2 separate regions of the Rattus norvegicus genome follow, and region 1 is linked to region 2. A link is a contact called in public Hi-C data. All regions are on one chromosome and are shown on one strand. Each heading gives the region's core, a stretch centred on a gene start, on an enhancer-like site or on the middle of the called end of the contact. The rest is flanking DNA. Distances are from core to core; before and after follow the strand shown. Region 1 overlaps LOC108350397 (a long non-coding RNA gene). Region 2 has its middle 270 kb from the start of Sp3.

Region 1 (3,936 bases), core at 1,007-3,506, 150 kb after region 2:
GAGTCAGTCGTTATGTTCCAAGAAGGTAGCTAAGAAACTTGCCCCCGGGCTGAACCCTTGGGGGGCCGAGTCAGCCGTTATGTTTCAGGAAGGTAGCTAGGAAACTTGCCCCCAGGCTAAACCCTTGCCATATTAGAATCCACCAATTATATCCCTGTAACCATGCATCTGCTTCTGTATGCTTGCTTCTGCTCCCCAAAATCCTATAAAAGCCCATCCTTGGTTCCGTGGGGCGCGCCAGTCCCCCGAGTGACTGAAGCGCCCGCAGGTGTCTGTGCCTGTGTATCCCGACAATAAACCAAATCCTCTTGCTGATTGCATCCTGTGGTGTCTCGGTCTGGTCTTTGGAGTTAGAGGGTCTCCATCCCGAGGGAAAGTTCTCCCTGAGAGCTTTTCACCTCAGGATGTGCGGACCAGAAAAAAAACACTCACCCAACTCATTCAAACCCCAGGGTGTTGTATTCATGCAACATCATGAGCAGTGAAAGGCACTGTGAACCAGGGGCAAAGAGTCGTTTCTAGTTTCATAATTACTGAAGGGAAACACATTTCAAAACCAGAGGTGTGGAACTAAGGCTTGCTTGTGACGGTGGTCCTACAAGACATACTAAATCACTGCCAACCACGCCACTCTCATGAATTATTACCCTCATAATATTACTCCAACTTTAGAATCCACCTATGTCTCTCTTGTGTATCACAAATCACAGGTAAGCCAACTTTTTTAGACGAAAATACTTTCTCTCACAGAAAGGAACTGAGAATCTTTTTGTTTAGATTTTTGTATTTTACGTATGAATGATTTGCTCGAATAGATTTCTGTAACATATGCATCCTGTAACTAAGGTTTGGACAGTTGTGACCCAACATGTGGGTGCTGGAGCCAGACCCAGGTCTTCTACAAGTACAAGAGCCCTTAACTGACGAGACACCTGTGCAGCCCGGGAAAGATGTCCTGATATAAACGATGCCGTCTGTGATGTTATAAACGATGCCGTCTGTGCAGTTGGAGGAAGATATCTTTATTCCAGATTTTGGAGACTCAACTCAGCCTGCAACTTGAATCTACATGCTTCCTTCCCCAAACAATTTTTTCACTTCTTATTCTAACTAAAAATTAAAACAGTCTAAAATCCCAAGTTCTGTTACTTTACACACCACTGAAATAAAAATGCCTAAGTCTGAATGTCGTGGCATTCTCATGAAATCCCAGCAGTCTGGGGGGTAGAGGAAGAAGGACCTGGATTGGAGTTCAAGACCAGTGTGGGCTACATGGGGACCATGTCTGAAAAAGAAGAGAGACTAATATTATCCTTGTCGCAGTGATTTTTAAATTCTCACTCTATCTGTACTGACCGCAAGTGAAATGTATTTACAAAGGAAGAATTTCCTTATTCTCCAGTTATTTCTTTGACATATCAGAACTTTGTGTGTGTGTTTGGGGGGGTTATTTTGTTGGTTTTTGTTTTGTTTTGCTTTGCTTTGTTTGTTTCAGTTTCTCTGTGCAGCCCTGGATGCCCTGGAATTTGCTTTGTAAACCAAGCTGGTCTCAACTCAGGGCTCTGCCCGTTTCTGCTAGGATTAAAGGTGTGTTGCCACCACACCCAGTGAGAATGTCAATTTTAAAAAGAATTTTCCTATGCTTTAATATTTCGTTGTGATGAGATCTTCTAGGCTATTACTAGTCCTTTCTGGCTTTTTGTTTTGAGTCTTTGTCTTAAATTTGGGATATATATATGTATTTATATATATATATATATATATATATATAGATAGATAGATAGATAGATAGATAGATAGATGTGTGTGTGTATGTGTGTATCACCAACTCTTATGTTTTAGCTCAATGACACATAAATCAGAAACAGTATTCATAGATAATCTCTGAAATTACTGAATAAAAAGGAAGTACAACGGCCTGATGGACAGCTCCAGGTTTGGTCTTCGCCTGACATTAGTGTTCTTACGACCAGAACTAAGACTGTTCTTGAAAACAGTGCACTGTGGTTCCATGATAAATCATACTGCACACGGTTTAGAGACGAGTGCACAGGCCCATCTGCACAGTGTAAGGAAGTCATTTAAATGGAAGCGGAACTCTTACGTAAGAGCCATTCCTAATTCCCACGCACAACTGCAGGAGCCCAGCATGTAAATGCACTGCTCCCTGAACAGGCACTACATGGACGTGTCCAGGGAGGATGGCCACAGTCTATCATTTCAATGGTCCTAGTCCAAAGATCTTGACTCACTTCGACACAGCAGACTGTGACAGTTCCATAGGCCCTGTTTTGGGTTACTGGGTCCATGCCCAGTAGAAGAGAGAGAGGAAAAGTGACCAGATGAGTCACTAGTGGCTGCGGCCCAAGCCCTTCGCCCCAGCTGGCACAGCAGTGGCTTTTCCACATCGGGTTCATCCACTGGACCCACACAAGGGAGGGTTTTATGTGGTTTGGCTTTAAGAGGCTAAAATTCAGCCCATGGGGAAAGACGCCAACCAGTTAACATGATGAACAAGTCTAAACCCTGGACAAAGCTCTGGGGTGTTCGCAGAACAGATAGCCACCACCCTGGAACATCGTGGAATAACAGTTTTGGGGGAATTATTCCTCCAAGCTTTACCTCATATTTGAAGGATAGGATGGCTGCTTAGTGGTTCACTTTTTTTCCCTGTAGGGATCAGGTGAAAAAGCATCCTATTTTGTACCAACCCAGCACTAATATCTATATATGCACCCCCCCTCCCAAGATCCTCATGGCATAGTCTAGTGTCAATAATAATTTGTTCATGGAGGAAAAGAGGAGCAATGCTGCTGTGGCAGAGACAGCTTGCCTGCCAAGCCTGGATGTTACTGGTGCTTGACTGATGTCATACAAGCCAATCTTGACATGATGTCATACAAGCCAATCTTGACATGATGTCATACAAGCCAATCTTGACATGATGTCATGCAAGCCAATCTTGGGCATTTCTTAGCTAGAGATTGGACCTGTACCATCCATCCTTAAACCTTCATCCTCTCTGGGAGACTGCACCTGCCAGAGGTGGGGGTGACTCCTACAACCCTGAGCAAACTTCATCACAGAATTATTTAGGAGAAATATGGCCGCGATTTGGCCTGACTAATATCATTCCTTCCTGATACCATTAAGCCATGGAAAATTTTACTTCCCAGCTATATCATTGAAAGGGTGTGTTTTAAATATGACAAGAATCTACAAATTAACATCAAATAATGTATTTCCAAGAAATAAGCATTCACATAGGCATAAGTACATAAGCGTTATGATTAAAGGCTTATATATTTATTTTCCAAGTAGCTTTCCAGTGAATCTTGATTTTTTGGTCCTTTTTTTGGTAACATTTACTTTTAAATATCTGAGTAGCAATAATGTAACTTAACCTTATAACCTTAGACATGTGATGCTCTTGGGTCTGTTAATACACATAGAGTTACATGTTGCTGTTTCTTTGAAAGACATTAGTTCAGGGGAACTTGTTTTTCCTGCATCCTTGATTGCTTTAGGAAAGATGACCACTGTCCATGCTGTCATATGGGAGTTGGGATTCTCCAGAGGACCAGAACCAACAGAATCCACCCTAGTAAGCTGCAATTTGCCACACATGATCAGAAGCTGAGGAAGCGCCCACAATAACTCTCTGTAGGCTGGAGCAGAGCCAGAAAAAATGAGTGAGTGCTCAGTGGAAAAAGTCAGCAGGGCTGGAGAGATGGCTCAGTGGTTAAGAGCGCTGATTGCTCTTCCAGAGGTCCTGAGTTCAAATCCCAGGAACCACATGGTGGCTCACAACCGTCTATAATGAGAGCTGAGGCCCTCTTCTGGTGTGTCTGAAGACAGCTACAGTGTACTCATAATAAATAAATAAATAAATAAATAAATAAATAAATAAATAAATAAATAAATAAATAAATAAAT
Region 2 (3,416 bases), core at 81-2,580:
CCTGTGAGCGCAGAAGTGTTCACAGAGGAAATGACACATCTGGATCTGCATCAGAAAGGAAACATGAAGGAGAGAAGAGTAAGAGCTACAGATGTGGCGTGATCAATGCTTCTGGAAGCTGATGTTGAACAGGTAGATTTTCTTACTATATCCCTTATTCCTTTAAACATTTCAACGTTTCCATAAACAAAAAGTAAAAGAAAACGCTTTAAATGTACACAGAAGTAGGTGCATAGGGCTGCCATTTTAAGCCTCTGTGACCGAAAACATACACGTGCACACATCAAAATGGCTGCCCTTTTGTATCCGATCACAAGAGGATGACAAGTAATAAGCTCATGACTGTGATTGATAAGGAAGTCCCAAAGCCAACAGGATCATGAGGCACGACAGCTTCCATTTCTATAGATCAAACATCGCTTACTACAAACAGAATTTGGGCCCTGCAGCATATTTAGATTCCCATACACAGCCACACACACCCATACGCACGTCTGCGCACTCACCAGCACCATCCCAGTGTCGAGACGCTTTGGAAAGTGGCCAGCTCCTTAAGAGCCAACCGGCCTTTCATGGTCAGCCTAGCCAGCCAGTTCACAGGATTCCCGGGTGTCAAGGTGAACATTTAGTCACGGCCGTACTTCCTAGACTACAGTAAGGAGTGGTTAAAGTATGTGTTAGGTTGATTGACCAAACAGCCTTTACACCTTAGAGACTTCATCTTGATGCTTCATAGAAAGTCTATACAGAGAAAATGAGCAAAGGAGAACTGTTGGGATAAAAAAAAAAACTTTAATGTAATGTAATGTACATTATAGAAGGTAATCAGCAATGCAAAAAAAAAAATACCTACGGGATTGGCAAGATGGCTCAGAGGAGAAAGGCACAGGCTACCAAGTCTGATGACCTGAGTTTGATCCCTGGCACCTCCGTAGTAGAAAGAGAGAACTGACTCCCAGAATGTCACATGTGTGTCCTGGCACACACACACACACACACACACACACACACACACACACACACGGGGGAGGAGGGCGGAGGAAGTGGGGAGGGAAGGACGGGGAGGGAGAGGGGGACAGGGACAGGGAGAGAATGTAAAATAATGTTTTTAAATTGTCTCCCCAGATAGATATAAAGATGCTAGACACATACACGGACAGACAGGCTAAAACATGACTCTAAACATGTTTATCACATTAACATCTTCCAGGCCTGACTTTGAAGCTGCTCTAGTACATTCCAGGCCACATTCCCCACGGGCCACATAGGCTAGGACTAGAGTCACAGTCAACTCCCTTTTCCGAAGTGTCCGGGAGCGGTTGGAGACCCGCCCGTGCAGCATGACTCAGCAGTGTGGGATGGAAAGTTTCCGAGCAGATCCTGTCCTAATCAGGCGGGCATGGAGGATGGAGGTTGGCAGGTGAGGGCTCCCAGGTACGGGTGCAGTCAAGTACCCTTACTATGGAGGCAGTAGTGCTGGCTATCGAGAGCTGCCATCCCGCTCACCTGAGCTCCCAAGCCAGTTCCTGCTACATAGACAGGCAGGGTACAAGAGAGAGCCTGACTCAGCGAGTAACACCAAATCGGGATCCAATGCAAAGTATCCCCACCAACAGCCTTCGTTTGCACGCATCTGCCTTCTCTAGCCCGCCCTCCTCTGGACTCCTAGTAAGTGATAAAACTTTCCCGAAGCCAGAGCACACAGTACCCTCCCCGCCCCCGCTCCAGAGTCATTTCCCTGTGACTAAGACTCAGTAGAAACAATCGCCTTTCCTCTTCTTGGCTCAGCCTGACTTCGAGACATGACAAGTGACAGAGTAATTCAGTTGTGACAGGAGCACCACCAGGGGACACACTTGTCAATGGGCCCATCTGTCTACTGTCACTCTCTATCCCTTCAAAAGCTTTCAAGATTGCCCCTCGGCTGGGAGTGTTACAGGCAGAATTACACTCACTCATCCCACTCCTGCTGCATCAGCCAGTTGCTTTAGAGAGGGGCTGGGAGTGGGGGACGGGGAGGGGCAGCCACAGGGAGGGCAGAGGGTGAGCCTAGAACTTGCAGCCCTCTTCCTGTGCTCTAGGGGTTTTCACAGAATGAAAATAAGGAATGGTGATGTCCTGCGCTTTTTTTCACCAAGGGTTGCCCAGTGGCCACTACAGATACAGCAAAGTGTAGATGAAGCAATACGATTCATGGGTGCTGCCCTCACTGAGCTGAGGGGCTTCTAAAGAAGCTACAAGCCTGTGCAGACTGTATGGTTACCAGGTCACCACGTTTTATAACTCGGAAGCAGATGAGTAGCATAGATCCTAGACGTTGTGTGTTGGCTACTGTTGACACCAAACAGCCACAACTGAAGTCCAGCCGTGACAACATCCCTCCCTGTAGTTCCGTTCCTCAAATGTTGGATGGTCTCCTCACCCAGACTGGGATGTTTAAGGCTGGACCTGATCTCCCCTGTGTTCTGCAGGCTTCCCCATGCCTGGTACACTGTGGACTGAACAGTAGCTCTTGGTGAACACCTAACTTTGGTATTCTCTTAGGTATCCTTTGGCACCCCTGCCTTGGGTTTGACATCACTCGGCTTGTTCTACATTAGAATTAAGTTCTGAGAGGACAGGCATCTTCTTGCCAATCTCTGTCTTCCTGGTAGGCATGCCTAAGTGCACTAATTTAACAATCGATTATTGAAACGTTGCCCACAACCGTCATCAAAGCGGCCAGAATATGAAGAAGCCAGGCCTGATAACACGGGTCTGCCATTTAGTACTCAGGAGGCTGGGACAGGACAGTTTGGAGTCCAAGGTCAGCCTGGACGACAAGTGTAAACCATGTCTTGAAAAATTAGGCCCGCAGCTCAGTGCTACAGTGCTTAACTACTGCGCACAAAACCCTGAAACAGATCCCAGTTTTGCAGAAGAACAACAACAGAAATTAACTCGACAGCAAATAGACGCCAGTAAGAGAGGAGAGAGCCAAGCTAAGGATATAACTTAATATTAGAGCATTTGCCTAGCATGCTCGTGCCCCTGGGTTCAAATCTAAGCACTACCCTCCCCCTGAAAAAGATAAGAAATAAACGTCAAGTCTGCCAGTCCCCAAAACATACAGGCAATGTCATCTATACTATTTCTTTCTCCCAGTCACCTGAGGCTAACTTGGAAATCATAGGAAATGTCCATTTTTTACTGACAGTTGAAAAGCGCAGGCACACAGAGATCATTATTGGTTGCAACACCTGGGCTATCCTGTAGGAGGGTGGAACTCAGCCGGCATTGTTTTATTGTCTCCCAGATCCAAACAGGCGCCCCCACAAACACACTCAGACGATTCCAACTCACAGTGGAGCCACAGGTACAGTAGGTGAGACCTGACCTCTCTATCCCTTCAAGCCCTGCAGCATACCCTACAGGCA

Evidence for each region. Hi-C and Micro-C count contacts between places; a contact is called where the count stands out from the background.
Region 1: a contact with region 2 is called in a Hi-C map of the Rat2 cell line, with 2.4 times the contacts expected there. The contact joins two enhancer-like sites. A contact is called at or near these places in 3 of 12 Hi-C or Micro-C datasets (the Rat2 cell line, hepatocytes and mammary epithelial cells).

The regions. Positions count from the first base shown.
Region 1 is chr3:78,143,930-78,147,865 of GRCr8, forward strand. The region is part of intron 1 of LOC108350397 (a long non-coding RNA gene); the gene reads right to left. Among named protein-coding and RNA genes, the nearest start is that of Sp3, 120 kb to the right of the region's middle. Within about 2 kb of position 2,257, at least 27 of the 93 cell types and tissues checked have an H3K27ac peak or open chromatin away from gene starts, as enhancers often do.
Region 2 is chr3:77,997,156-78,000,571 of GRCr8, forward strand. No RefSeq gene overlaps it. Among named protein-coding and RNA genes, the nearest start is that of Sp3, 270 kb to the right of the region's middle. Within about 2 kb of position 1,331, at least 18 of the 93 cell types and tissues checked have an H3K27ac peak or open chromatin away from gene starts, as enhancers often do.